Regions from separate parts of the Sus scrofa genome. Here all the other regions are linked to region 2. The links are chromatin contacts, called in public Hi-C, HiChIP or PLAC-seq and promoter capture Hi-C maps. All regions are on one chromosome and are shown on one strand. The core of a region is the stretch at or near the end of the contact, and the rest is flanking DNA. Distances in the headings are between cores, read along the strand shown. Region 1 holds the start of UBXN8 (UBX domain protein 8). Region 2 holds the start of DCTN6 (dynactin subunit 6). Region 3 holds the start of TNKS (tankyrase-1). Region 4 holds the start of WRN (Werner syndrome ATP-dependent helicase). Region 5 holds the start of PPP2CB (serine/threonine-protein phosphatase 2A catalytic subunit beta isoform).

Region 1 (2,700 bases), core at 133-2,632, 530 kb before region 2:
AAATTATCCACATTAATTGGGAACTAAATCATGATGGTATGTATCATCTTATCAAATTCTATTTAAAATCAGTCACTCCCACTGAACACAAATTCTTATTTCTCACAGTTAAGTTATGCAACTGTGTACTTCTCTAGTTCTCAATGTTTATTCTGTCATTTGTAAATAAAATTACTATATACATATCTGCCCAAAAAAGGGAAAATTCAGTACTTGGTTTTGTATGATTTTGAGAGCCAAGATGAAAATTAATCAGCAAAAAATGTAACAAGTACCTACTGTGTGTAATACAATTTGTTAATGATGAGGGATCCTGGATAAGAAGTTGGAATAAAAATGGTTTCTATCCTCTAGGAATTTTTAGTTTTATTTTATAATTCTCAAAAGACACCAGGTAGAGGTATGCCAACAGTTGCTGTACCTTCGATTTGACCCCTAGCCCAAGAACTTACTAAAGCCACAGGTGTAGCCCCAGAAAGGAAAAAAAGAAAAAAAAAAGGGGAGAGAGAAGAGAGACACCCTATAGTCAAATCTGCCAAGAACAACAGAAACCTAATTTGCCTCACTGCTTCCGCTATACCTTCCTTGCAAAACACTTGTCCACAAAGAATCCAGACTTTTTAAAACCTTAGGGAAGTCCCTTAACCTCCCTATATCTGTTTCCACTGTAAAATAGGTTAGAGCAGTGCGCATCCTCAAAGTTTGTAAACCAATTTAGAGGAGATAATAACCACGACTTAAGAGTCTAGTTTACAATAAGCGTTCAATGAATGCTATTATCATGCGCCACTCTCTCTACTAGTCTCTTTAATCCAGCCTCAAAGGTCTTCATCCTTTTCCTTCAAGTCACAATTCCTTTTGTCTGGAATGTCATCCCGCTCCCTCCACCTCCCGCCCTCGCTTTTCAAACGTGTGGCTCCTTATCATTTAAGTCTCTTAAATTCTTCAGAAGGCCTACATCAGCTTGTTTATTTCCTTTTGAGCACTCAACACAATGTGAAAGTCAAGTATATGCTTGCTCCTGTGCTTTCGGCCTCTGTCCCATTACCCGCAAAACTTCACCAGATCTGGAGGGGCACTTTTCCGCCAAGAGTTTGCCTCCCCAGGACGGCAAAAGTCTCGCTCCACCAGGAACCCCGCGGGGGAAGAGGAAGGCAGGCGCGGTGCAGCCTGGGCATCGTAGTCAAAGCCGCCCAGAGGAGACGCGGCCGGGAAATTGCACGTAGTGTTCGTGAGACTGTTACCAGGTGTGAACGCCAGGAGGCAAAAGCCAGCACTTACCTAGATCTGGGACCCCACGCCGGAGCTCCAGACACAAGAGGGGGAGAGCAGAGAGGAGGAAAATGCCAACCACCCCAAGAGAAACCATAGCGGCGGAAGCGCTGCTTCCTGGCGGAAGCTCCGCCCCTTCTGATTACGCCTCCCTTGGAAGGTGGAGTGGATCCTTTCTAAGGGAGGAATTCCAGGAAAGCGCTGGACCCTAAAGCTGTTTCGTTGGTGAGACTGAGATAAACCCAGGCTTTTGAACTCATAATCTGTAACCTGAAAACAAGTGTAGGTCACCTCCCGACGTCACGTGAGGTCCAGGGGAGACGGCCTCGCTGGCACCCGCCCAGCCAAGTCCTGTGAAAGCAAAACTTGGGCTCCTTCGAGGCGGGCAGCCCCTGCCCCTTCGGCTGTCAGACTGTAGAGATTGTAAGAAAGAACTCTAAAGAGTAAAATGAAACAGAGGAGAAAGGATAGGGGCAGCTGATACTACAAGGAGGCAGCCTGTGCCCTTGGCCTATGTCTGTAGTGGGTGATTGTGGACTTTTGAGTCAGAGCTGTTGAGCACCACTTTCTGCCGAAGAACCTTCCTTATCTTCCAAACGGTCCCCGGCACCTTCCTCGGTCTCTGGTTCCGACGGGAAGATGACTCAAAAGTGAGGCCTGGCACCTAATTATGGAGACCCGCTACCCCTTGCTCCGCTCCTTATCAGTTTTGCTAGCAGGTGTTACTGTTAATGACTTAACACGGCCTCCCAGTTCTGTGACCTCATTGCCATCCTATGACTCATCTCTTTGGCGTTTCTGCCAACCCCGATGCGTGTAAGCTACAGAGATCTCTTAAAAGATTTCGTGAGGGAGATTTCGCAGTGGTTAACGAATCCGACTAGGAACCATGAAGTTGCGGGTTCGGTCCCTGCCCTTGCTCAGTGGGTTAACGATCCCGCGTTGCCTTGAGCTGTGGTGTAGGTTGCAGACGCGGCTCGGATCCGCTCCGATTAGACCCCTAGCCTGGGAACCTCCATATGCTGCAGAAGCGGCCCAAAGAAATAGCAAAAAGACAAAAAAAAAAAGATTTCGTGGGAGTTGCCATCATAATCCGACTAGTATCTGGTTCTGATCCCTGGCCTCACTCAGTGGGTCAGGAATCCAGCCTTCCCTTGAGCTTTGGTGTAGGTCGCAGACCTGGCTGGGATCCTGCGTTGCTGTGGCTGTGGTGTAGGCCAGCAGCTGTAGCTCCAATTGGACCCCTAGCGTGGGAACTTCCATATGCCTGGGACGCAGCCCTAAAATAAAATAAAAGTTTTCGTGCTTTGAAAGTTGGTTTTGTGACCCTTCCATCAGTTCTGCCTCACCCTTCAGTTTAGTTCAGCTAACATTTATTTAGCTCCACAATTTGCCTGGCACTGTAGAACTCATAGAGACTCAAGTATG
Region 2 (2,700 bases), core at 176-2,675:
GATACCTTTCCTTTAAAGTGGGTTTACACATTTAAAAAAGCAATTTCATTAAACCCTGGCCAAATAAGCTTAACTCCATAAAATCTTTTTTTTTTGGGGGGGGTGGCATCACGCCAGAGGCATGTTGTAATTCCCTACCCAACTGCAGCACAGCAGCCACCCAAGTGTCTGAAGGGACAAACCCAGATGCTTAACCCCCTGGGCCAAAGGAGAGCTCCTAAAATATCTCATTTTAGATACGATTTCCCATTTCAGTGTTTATTCCCTCAGCCTCCCTTTATGAACTTTTTGGGGAAAAAAGACACTATTTATAACATTTAACATATCCTGGGCAAGCGAGAATGGGAGAGACTCATGTCTTCAGTTTATGCCCAACGAAGAGACCTCAGGTAGTGTATGGGACAATCAGCATACTTCTTTGTGTGGCAGTTATAAGTTCACCACTAGACCAACTAAAACATGGTGGAAATATCTCCGTGTAGACTCCGAGGCACCTGGAAGTGACGCGCAGGGGAGAGCAGGCAGCTGGAAGAAGGCTTAGCCAAGGACCTAACTATTAAAATAACCATCAACACCCTCCTCCCCACTGCACACTACCAGATATTCCGTACAGATAAAACGTACAGAATATTCCTAGAAGATCTCCTCTTAGGCTTTATGAACAAGATGAGAGCTACCTGCCTAAACAGAAGAAAAGCCTAAATGTTAGTTTATGGCACCCCAAACAAGGTCTGTCGGTTTTCTTTTTCAGGAATAGTCAGCAGATGGTGCTCAACACTGCTGCTTTGGGAAACAGTTTGACTTATTAAAGGTGTCCATCTCCCATCCAAGCCGTTCCTATTCACCAACAGTGCCAGCAAGGAGGGCCGCTAGAGAAGCAGCCCCGGAGTCTATCCCCACACGTTTACGAAGCGGCTAGTTCTGGCCCAGTGGTGGCCCCCTTTCTGACAAGCGGCCGAGAGTTCGTCTACACAAATATACAGCGTCCACGATAGGGAGGAAGGGATTGGGGAGCGGCCAGCACTCCTGTGGCGTCTGGGGACACCCGGCAGCTCCAGGCCTCCGAAGCGCAGCGCAAAGGAAGAGGAAGGTATCTCCGAGTCCTGGGTGGCGGCCCCTCCCGAGACCCCTTCGGCGCAGGAGCGCTGAGGAGGAGACCCGAGAGGCTGCCGAAGGACGAAGAGCAAATACCTTCCCGCCACGGACTCTGCATCCCTTCCCCGGCCTCCCTACCCCGACTCCTTCGCCTCCTCCCTCCGCAGACGTGGGCTCTGAGCCTTAGGAACCACCCAGGCCGGGCGCCTGGAATAAAACACCACCTCAATCCCCACCTCTGGCGACCAGAAACAGGTTCCACCCCTGCGGAGAGGAGAGAAAGACTTTTTCTCAAACAGCAGACCCACCTCTTTTGAGTCTTCTCCGCCATGGTTTGGCCCCCGGCTCCTATTGGATCGACACAACCTCCTGGGCAAAGCGATGATTTCTACGAGCGATTGCAGAGCCTGGCAGAATCGGGAGGGGGCGGAGCCTGGGGGCTGCTCTAGGGGCATGGCGGCGTGGGCGGGGTCAGCTCTGGTTTTTCGGTTGTCCTTTGCTGGTGTGGTTGGTGGCTCTACGCTGGGTTTAGCACAGCCAGGGGATCGATGGACTCGGATTTAGTCCGATCCAGCGCACTTCACTGTGACCTCATTATACCGCAATAGTCACTCTCATCTCCTTTCTTTAAAGATCCTCCTGCTAAACTTTGAGGCCCTTTTCCCTCTCAGCGTGAGGTCATTATTGCCATAAATTAAGCATCCTCTGTAGGCTGTCCTCAGGTTAGCAGCGCTAGTTGTGTCGTCTTTGCCCAGTCTCACACCTGATTATTCGAGTGCCTATTTAACGTGTCCACTTGAATGCTTCACGGTCTTAACAAATCTAAAATGTCCAGAACAGAGCTTTTGATTTAATGCCCTCGCCTTCTCTCCAACCAGTTGGTCCTTGGATCTCTGTCTCACTAAAGGAATCCACCATTCACCCAGTTGCTCAAACCGAAAAGTCCGAGTCATCCTCACCTCTCCGTATTTAATTAATTCGGCAAGTTCTTCTGGTTCTACATCTCATTCTACACTTTGCATAAATTTACCACCTCTCTAATCCAGTCTCTGCTACTACTCTCCCCTGTAGTCTGCCTCTTTCACCCTGGACCTCTAAAATCAGGCTTCCATCCCCCTCCTGCCCCCCATCCAAGCCATTTTTCTGCAGCTAAAATCATCCTTTAAAAACTAAATTCAGGAGTTCCCGTCTTGGCGCAGTGGTTAACGAATCCGACTAGGAGCCATGAGGTTGCGGGTTTGATCCCTGGTCTTGCTCAGTGGGTTAACGATCAGGCGTTGCAGTGAGCGCAGACGCGGTTTGGATTTGGCGTTGCTGTGGCCCTGGCGTAGGCCAGCGGCTGTGGCTCCGATTAGACCCCTAGCCTGGGAACTCCATATGCCGCGGGAGCGGCCCTAGAAAAGTCAAAAATACAAAAAACCCCAAAACAAAAACCAAATTCAGTTATTTTACTTACCATTCCTTTAAAAATCCGAACTCTTCCATATCCTGTCTCTGAGCTTGATCCAGAGACCCCTATTTCTTTAATTTCATGTTTCTCTTCCTCTAATCACATTTTTCTTCTTCAAGAAGCCAGGCTGAATCTCAGCCCAAAACGCTTCCACC
Region 3 (2,700 bases), core at 60-2,559, 790 kb after region 2:
TTCCAAATATTTTTTCGGTTGTTTCATATAGGCATGTCTTGAGCTACCCAATTAGACTGTAAACTCCTTGAAAAGGAGGGAAAGTTTCACTAACTTCATTTATGTATCCCAGGGGCTAAGAGGTAAATACTTGCTGAGTTACACTGAACTTCTTTTGGTCTAACTGTCCTCATGGGACATACTCTGGTAAAAACGAAATAAATTAGCAAACAAATGACAAAACCACTCTAAGACTGTTCAAATCTAACTTTATTCCTACACAATTGGAACAAAAAAAGTTTAAGTATACCCATATCCTGAGACTACCACTAAAGGAGTTTGGGGATGGGTACAAGGATTACTGTGCAAACACTAAAAAGAATGGATTCACACACACCCCTACCACGCCCCCGTCACCCAGGCACTACCTAAAGAAAGGAACCTCTAGTCTTCCCAAGAGGTGCTGATGACCCATAACCACGCCTCCACTGTTCCATCATAACTTGTTTCCTTTCCCTACCCGGACCACCCCTACCACCCACTCCCCGGTCCCAACATCAAAGCCCTTAATAAGCAATTTAAAAGTCTCTGACCTGCAGCGAAGTGCAGGGGAGAAGATTTCCGGCCGGCCATGTCCTTAGCATTCACGTTTGCTGCGTCCACCAGCCTCTTTACCCGGGACACGTCCCCATTGCGACAGGCCTCCAACAGTTCCCGGAGGGCCCCGCTCACTGCTGAGACCCCTGGCCCAGGTCCGGCTGTCCCAGGCCCCAATGTTGCTGTGGTGCTAACTCCGGCCGCCTCGGGGCTCTCCGCCAAACTCGATCCGGGGGAGGATGGAGAGGAAGAAGAGGAAGAAGTCGGGGAAGAAGAGGACGACGGTGAATTGTTACTGCCACCGCCGGCTGGATTGGGAGCGACACCGACGGCAGATGAGGCGGAAACCGCCGGGACCACTGGAGCGGCGGCGACAGTACAGATTGTGCTGGTGGTACTGCAACAGCTGCTACTGTCAACCGGGTCCGGGGATCGGGGCCTGTCGGGCGGATCCCGACTGCCATCCCCCTCCGGCAGCGCTAGGCCGTGCCGCGGGGAGGCGAAGGGTGCCAGGCCACCCACCGTAGGGGAGGCTGGGGTAGTCCCCGGGGCCAGGCCTGGGCTGAGTGGGGGGGGAGGTGGCGGCGGCGGCGCCGAAGCCCCTGGGGCGGGCTGGAGCTGTTGTTGATGATGGTGGTGATGATGCTGAGAGCGACGCGACGCCGCCATCTTCAGACTCCCCCAGCTCTGTCACTGCGGCAACGGCCCCACCGCCCGCCCTCACTTCCGACTTCTGGACCAATTAGCACCCAGCGCACAGGAAATGATGCTAGGCAGAGTGGGCGGGGTCAAGTAGCGGGAGGGAAGTATTTGGGAGCTCCGAGCGCCGCCGCGGGAGGGGCGTGGCTTGTGACTGCCGGGGGGCAGGGGGGGCCTTGTGACTCCTTGGCGGGCCGGCTGGAAAAGTTTGAAAGTTGGAACCGGCCTGGGCCTAAAAATGGGAAATTTTTCCTGCATTTCTCACGTTCAGCCTACTTATTTTGCTCCGTTCCCTCCTGTTGCCAAGTCTCCTTTGGTCTTCTTTGTCTTGCTCAAGAGCCTGGTACTGAGGTGGAACTTTGCAAGGTGCGTATGTGTCGTTTCTCATCTATCAAGTGTCCTCGTCTGAAAAAGGGACTCGTATCTAGAATTGTTAGCAGGATTAAGTGAGCTAACATATATAAAGTGCTCTGTCCCTTAATAAAGCACAACTATAATTAGCCCACTGGTAAATTTTTTTTAAATGCAGTCTCTCCCCACCCCCACCCCCACCCTCCAGTTATTCCCTTGGTCTCTATACCCCCTCTCCATAAGATTTCGTACTTTATGTACTTCCTTAACGCCCCATTTGCAAATGGTGGTTCACATTGCCAGGATTGGAATTCAGACTACCAGAAGGAGCTGTGTAAATTTGGGCAAGCTATTTAAATTAACCCCTCTGTGTCTCAGGTTCCCCGCTGCAAAGGGGAATTGATAGTTCAATAAATGTTAACTATTACAATTACGGGTTTTTCAGTTCTCTCTGTAGTTTTGTTTCTCACCTTAAGCTTGACTCAGATAATTACAAATATGTTTTTTTTTTTTAATTCATTTTGGCTGACCTTCTCTATTCCTGTCATCCCTCTTCTCTCTCCCTTCCAAACTAAGAAAAAACCTGACTTCTCCATCCATCACTCACCTTCAGAAGCCATCCTTCAACAACTACTTTTTCTTTTTTTCCTCTGCCTATACTTATTTTTTTGTCTACCATCAGAAGAGATGGATCAATGAATGGCATAATCTCGTAAGGTCTCCATTTCCTGCCTTCTGTTTAATAGGAAAGTAGGCATTATGGAAGTTTAGACAAACAGCATTATTCCAAGAGAGTAGACACAGATGGAGATTGTGTCTTAAGGAAAGCTCATTTTAAATGAGTCAAGTAGAAATTTTGATTGGGAGAATACTAAACTATGTGATAAATTGTCGTTTGACATATTCATTATTAAATGTAATTAGTGTGATGCTAATATTCCCATCTAAATTAATAGGTAAATTTATTTAACACTACCATCTAAATACAACAAATCAGGAACATAATATTATTGGTGGACATTTATTGTCATTTAATTAAAATTATCCATTTGTTTTATAAATTTGGGCCATTGT
Region 4 (2,700 bases), core at 65-2,564, 800 kb before region 2:
GGAATCTTGCTGGGGCCTCCAGAAATGTTACGGCAGCTACCCAGCAGCCCTGCGCTGCAGCGTATCAGCTCTGGAGACAGCCCTGTGGCTGTAGCCTACTAGCTCCAGCAGCTCTGGCTGCAGTGGATCAGCTCTTTTACCCGGCAAGAAACCAAGCGAGCACTCGGAGAGTTGGAGAACTCAGGTTTATTACGCCGGCCGGCTCGGAGGAGATCGATCTCCAGTGTCTGAGCCCGGAAGAAGGGTTTCACAAGGCTTTTATGGGCTACTTCTTCCAGGTCCATCCTTGGCTAGTTGGACCGGAGTGACGTCAGGCAGGTAGTGGATGTGGAAACAAATTGACAGAAGCAGATGTGTGGGGAGGGGTGGTTGGGGCAGTTGGATGGACTTTGCTTAGTCATCATGGCCAGAGTCTCTCCTTTCTACATTTTTATTGGGACAGTTTCTCCTACACGCTAACTTAAAGACTACTAAATTAGCATCCTAAGGATTTTAATATTCCCTTCCATGGGGAGAATTTTTACATATTCAAACATACCCAGAAATCAACTCAAATTCAACCAGGAGAAAGAAAAAAAAAAAAACCCAAACCATTAAAGATTGAATACTTTGAACTCGAAAACTCCAAAATAGTTTGTTACATTAGACAAAATGGGTTATTTCCCTGGACTATGTTGTGTAAACATGGAGTGGCTGAATTTCTGCAGCAGTGAAGACCATATAGTTAGAACAGGCTCCTAAACGCACGCAACAGGTAACCAATCAGCTGCACAAGCTAAAGCGAGAGGAGCGTGGAAGCACACTTTTGCTCACAGCAGCTCAAAGAAGGCCTGCGGGAGGACGAGGTTCTTTACCGCTAAGCTCGAAAGGTGGAAAGGGGAAGGAGGGATCTCCTACACACAGCCCAGAGGCCTGCTCTGCCGGACTGAGCACCTCCAGTGTAGGAGAAGGCTAGAACGATACCCCAGGGTCTGGAGCTGGAAGTAGGAAGAGGGAGGACACGTTACCCTGAGAAGAGCCAGTTCAACAGGATTTCCCTTCAGCTGGATGACTTGAGCAGCGCCCCAACACTGGGGCCTGGAACCCAGGAATCCAGGATAGTCATCAATTGAACAGACTTTGTTCCCGCGCTGAGGAGCACACGCCTGAGCGTCAAGGCGCACAGAGTACACGTCACTTCTGGGACATAGATCTTCCCCAAACCTTTCTCCAGGGTCCGCCCCGCCCCCAGTCCTCCTCTCCGGAGGCGCTGTGCTACAACCCCGCCCACCACAGCCCAGATGGCTACGCGGCGCACATGCGCAGAGGACTCGACGCTGCTGTGCACTTCGGGGAGTGTAGTCTCCGCGCAGGTGCCGGTGGGCCGCCAGAGTACCAGTTCCCAGCGGAACCTGAAGAAGTCAGAACTCTCTCGCCGCCCCGGTCCTTATTCCCATCTTCATACCTGTCCAGTCACCTCGCGCTGGGCTTCAGTCAGGGCGCGCCCCAAGGGAAAGCGTGAGACCCAGTCTTCCCTTCAGCCGGCTGTGCTGGAGAGGCGGGGTCCACTGCCCGCCTCCCACCGCCCCCCTCCCCGCCCTCCTTACCCTCCCCGGCGGGCGTCGGGCCGGAGCCCGAAGAGAGGCGGCGGCCCCCGCGGCGGCCCCCGCAGCGGCCGCAGGAGGGGCGGCGGCGGCGGGCGCCGCAGGCGATGCCCCTGCCTGGCTGCTCCGGCGGGGGGCGGTGCGAGCGGCGGCGGGGGAGCAGGCAGGGGGCGGCGGCTGCTACAGAGGGGCCGAGAGCTGGCGGCGGCGGTCGTGAAGGGCATCGGCGGCGGCGGCGGTGATGGCAGTGCTGATGTGAGTGTCTGCTGGCTGGGGACCCGGGGCTGCTGAGCCCGAGGCGAGCGGGAGCGGGAGGCCAGGGGCCGCGGAGGGATGTTGTGTGCCCGGTGCGGAGCCGGGAGACTCCGCCCGCCGCCACCGTTCGTCCGGTAGAGGCGGGAGCCCGGCGCTGCGGCGGCCGGCACAGTGCAAAGCGCGGCCCGGTGTGGGGGTCCCGGGCGGAGGCTGGGGCAGCCCAGGCCGAGGGGCGTCTGCGATTGTTCTCAACACCCCTCCCCCACCCCACCCCGTGTGTCTGTTTGTCACTTGCAGCTGAAGATGGAAAGAGCCAGGCGAAGGGGAGGCGGCGGCGGCGGCGGCCGTGGCCGCGGCGGCAAGAATGTAGGGGGCTCTGGCCTAAGCAAGAGTAGACTCTATCCCCAGGCCCAGCACCCCCACTACCCCCACTACGCGGCTTCAGCCACCCCTAGTCAGGCTGGGGGCGCCGCCGAAATCCAGGAGCTGGCCTCTAAACGAGTGGACATCCAGAAAAAAAGGTTTTACCTAGACGTGAAGCAAAGCTCCCGGGGCCGGTTCCTAAAGATAGCCGAAGTCTGGATAGGGAGAGGCCGGCAAGACAATATCAGAAAGAGTAAACTGACCCTCTCCCTGTCTGTGGCAGCGGAGCTGAAGGACTGCCTAGGGGACTTCATCGAGCACTATGCCCACCTGGGCCTGAAAGGCCACCGACAAGAGCATGGTCACGGCAAAGAGCAAAGCTCCAGGAGGAGACAGAAGCACTCAGCACCCTCCCCACCAGTCTCTGTAGGGTCCGAAGAGCATCCTCACAGTGTCCTCAAGACAGACTACATAGAGAGGGACAATAGGAAATATTATC
Region 5 (2,700 bases), core at 95-2,594, 600 kb before region 2:
CCCTCCTATTCTGTACGTATTGTTTTACCACCTTTTCATGTTCTGTCTTGCAGTTGGTTTGCTGCTGTTTACAAGACACTTGAGAACAGGAGCTCTTCCAGCCTTATTTTCCACCATAGGACCTATTTCGGTTATTAGGAGTATTTGTAGCTTTCCAAAGAGACCATGGTCTTGCACACATTTGTTCTCCGCCACTTTCCAAAAAAAAAACCCAAAATCCTGAGAACTCCTTTCCTCTTTTCCAGGGAACTCCAAAGTGTTGCTTAGGGAGAAGGTTCAAAATTCAGTTGAAATGCCACCTCTCTCAGGGTTTCCCTAGTGGTCCAGTGGTTAAGACTCGGCCCTTTCGCTGATGCTGCTGGGGTTTAGTCTCTGGTCTGAGAACTGAGACCCCGCAGCAAACCACTGCAAAAGGAAAAGAAAAAAAATGCCACCCTTCTAAAGTTTTCTGTAGCTATTGCCTAGGAGGGATAAGGCAAGAAACAGAGGAACATGGCTCCCAAACTCTACTGTTGGATAAGCACTTGTAGAATTTAATCATGATAACCTGAAAAGGGCTTATTGCCCCCTTTTAACAGATGATGAACTTGAGGCTGGGGGAGCTTTGGTGATTGTCCAAGGACCTGGCTGGGAGGCTAGCAATGCCAAGAGGGAGCTGGAGGGAGTTCTTGCCTTCAGATACAAGAGGCTGCCTCCCATTTGGGTTCAGTGGCAATAATCTGCAACTATAATATAGGAAGTCAACTTGGTAAGCATTAGCTGTTCAAGAGATCTGGCAGTTAGCAGTTGCTCATTAAGTATCTGTTGCATGAACAAATCATGAGAATTCAGTAAACACTGCAGTCAACTCCGTGGAGGATGAGGGAGCTGGGACACTGATTGGTAAAACACAGAGCTGTCATCTCATCTTTCTGATGCTGAAAGGGGGGATTCGAGATGTCAGTGCCTCACAGCTAGTTCATAACAGAGGTAAGACTAGAAAGAATTTATTTTTTTTCTCAACAAATGTTGACCACCTGCTATGGGAGAGTGATAGATTCTGAGGAGACAATGTTGTCAAGGAGGGGGACAAGCTTTCCAATCCCCTCTACAGAACGCTAAAATAAAAAGAAGAAAAAAAGGGGGAAAAAAGCACTGCAGGAAACTATAGTGGGTACAGACTTGCGTAAAATTATGTAAAGAAAGAACTGGGAGAGCTTGGTCGATAAAGTGCAAGATGGAAGGGAAAGGGACCGTTTCTCCGCCGAGCCACACGGGGGCGCTGTACCCCTCCTCGAGTCCCGGGCTCCGGCGGCACCGCCTGCTAACCTTTTCCCGGCGGAAATGCCCGGGCGATGACGGAAACCCAGAGGGAGGGGAAAGAAAGAGCGAGAGAGAAGGGGCAAGGGAATCCAGAGCAGCGGGCGGGCGGGAGGCGGCGGCGGCGGCAAGTGGCCATAATCCGGCGGGAGCTGCGCGGAAGTCCCGCACCTCCCCGCGCCCTCCAGTGACGCCCAGGGCGCGCGGCCCGGCGGGCCAGGGCGGGCGGGGGTCTCCCGAAGGCCGCGCGCCAGGAGCCGCCCGCGGGGCTCGGGCGGGGCGCGGGGTCCGGGGCCGCGCTCCCCCACTCCTTCCTCTCCCACTGGGAGCTGGCGGCGGCGGGCGAGGGGAGCGGCGCGAGGGGCGAGGGCGGGCGGGGAGGGGGGCGGGAGACGGCGGGGGAGGGGCTCGGGTCGCCATGGACGACAAGGCGTTCACCAAGGAGCTGGACCAGTGGGTCGAGCAGCTGAACGAGTGTAAACAGCTTAATGAGAACCAAGTGCGGACCCTATGCGAAAAGGTAAGAGAGAAAATTGGCGAGATGCGGCCGGCGTGCGACAGGCTGGGTGGGGGCTGGGACCTATCCTCTCCCCTCTCCCTCCTCTCCCCTCCCCCCTCCTTCCCCTCCCCCTTTCTCCTCCCCCCCTCCCCCCCACCTCTTCTCCTGGCCTGCTTGTCCCTTGTCCGGCGCGTCCGTCTGGGACCTGCGGGGCTGCGTCTCCCACTCGGGCAGCCTCCCCCGGGAGGAGCCGGGCTGTTCCTGGACCCCCTGGAGACCCAGCACCCGGCTGGGGTTGGAAGCTCCCAGTCCTGGCCTAAGGGGTCCGGGGTAGGTGGGCGGGGGCAACGTGGCACCCGGAATCCACTCCTGGAGTGATTGGGGCGCCGACTGTTTTCTGGGTTTTGCTGACACTCCAGTATTTCCGTGCGGACTAGCAATCCGCGCTTTAGCTGGCTGGCAGGGTAATCTAGGCAATCTCGTAGTTGAAAATGAACCTGGACGTTGTGAATCTCAAGGCCCTTGATATAATAAACGTAGCCGTTTTCTCAGGTGACTCGGTCCTTCAGAAATCATCGAGTTGAAATGTATCAAGCATTTGTTTATAGAGAGGTGGGTGTGATGGCGGACTGTGATTTTTAAAATAGAAGTTGACTTTGGTTGAGACAGATGGTGACTGGTCTTCTTCAATTGAGAAGCTCTCTGGAAGCAAAAATGTTGATTTTCAGAAACAGGACGGCTAGTCTTAAGTTTGGCAACACTGCTTGCATGAAATGATCAATGGGTACGTGTTTTACGTGCAGGGTAACACTTTTCAGAAAGTTATTTCTATTACATATTTAAGTTGTTTTTTTCCAAAAAGTAGTAAAATATGCAGGCAATTAACTGTTTACAGTCGCTGT

The links. Promoter capture Hi-C pulls out the DNA fragments that hold promoters and counts their contacts. Hi-C and Micro-C count contacts between places; a contact is called where the count stands out from the background. HiChIP or PLAC-seq counts read pairs in DNA pulled down with a chosen protein or histone mark.
Region 1: a contact with region 2 is called in a promoter capture Hi-C map of liver, with 4 times the contacts expected there. The contact joins the promoter of UBXN8 here to the promoter of DCTN6 in region 2. A contact is called at or near these places in 1 of 5 promoter capture datasets (liver), 2 of 47 Hi-C or Micro-C datasets (liver and mesenteric adipose tissue) and 1 of 2 datasets of contacts at active chromatin or transcription factors (alveolar macrophages).
Region 3: a contact with region 2 is called in an H3K27ac HiChIP or PLAC-seq map of alveolar macrophages. The contact joins the promoter of TNKS here to the promoter of DCTN6 in region 2. A contact is called at or near these places in 1 of 47 Hi-C or Micro-C datasets (liver) and 1 of 2 datasets of contacts at active chromatin or transcription factors (alveolar macrophages).
Region 4: a Hi-C map of liver shows a contact between it and region 2, with 10 times the contacts expected there. The contact joins the promoter of WRN here to the promoter of DCTN6 in region 2. A contact is called at or near these places in 3 of 47 Hi-C or Micro-C datasets (embryonic fibroblasts, heart right ventricle and liver).
Region 5: an H3K27ac HiChIP or PLAC-seq map of skeletal muscle shows a contact between it and region 2, with 4 times the contacts expected there. The contact joins the promoter of PPP2CB here to the promoter of DCTN6 in region 2. A contact is called at or near these places in 1 of 5 promoter capture datasets (liver), 4 of 47 Hi-C or Micro-C datasets (fetal heart ventricle, fetal skeletal muscle, heart right ventricle and 1 more) and 2 of 2 datasets of contacts at active chromatin or transcription factors (alveolar macrophages and skeletal muscle).

The regions. Positions count from the first base shown.
Region 1 is chr15:54,366,228-54,368,927 of Sscrofa11.1, forward strand. It overlaps UBXN8 (UBX domain protein 8), which reads right to left and starts at 1,383. Exons shown (of 8, transcript NM_001244745.1): 1 at 1,282-1,383. The coding sequence starts at 1,369.
Region 2 is chr15:54,894,458-54,897,157 of Sscrofa11.1, forward strand. DCTN6 (dynactin subunit 6) reads right to left here and starts at 1,426. Exons shown (of 7, transcript NM_001167644.1): 1 at 1,404-1,426. The coding sequence starts at 1,426.
Region 3 is chr15:55,680,235-55,682,934 of Sscrofa11.1, forward strand. It overlaps TNKS (tankyrase-1), which reads right to left and starts at 1,310. Exons shown (of 27, transcript XM_003133396.5): 1 at 573-1,310. The coding sequence starts at 1,245.
Region 4 is chr15:54,093,359-54,096,058 of Sscrofa11.1, forward strand. It overlaps WRN (Werner syndrome ATP-dependent helicase), which reads right to left and starts at 1,315. Exons shown (of 35, transcript XM_021075787.1): 1 at 1,008-1,315. PURG (purine-rich element-binding protein gamma) reads left to right here and starts at 1,683. Exons shown (of 3, transcript XM_003359494.4): 1 at 1,683-1,838; 2 at 2,136-2,700. The coding sequence starts at 2,142.
Region 5 is chr15:54,294,442-54,297,141 of Sscrofa11.1, forward strand. It overlaps PPP2CB (serine/threonine-protein phosphatase 2A catalytic subunit beta isoform), which reads left to right and starts at 1,345. Exons shown (of 7, transcript XM_021075810.1): 1 at 1,345-1,819. The coding sequence starts at 1,718.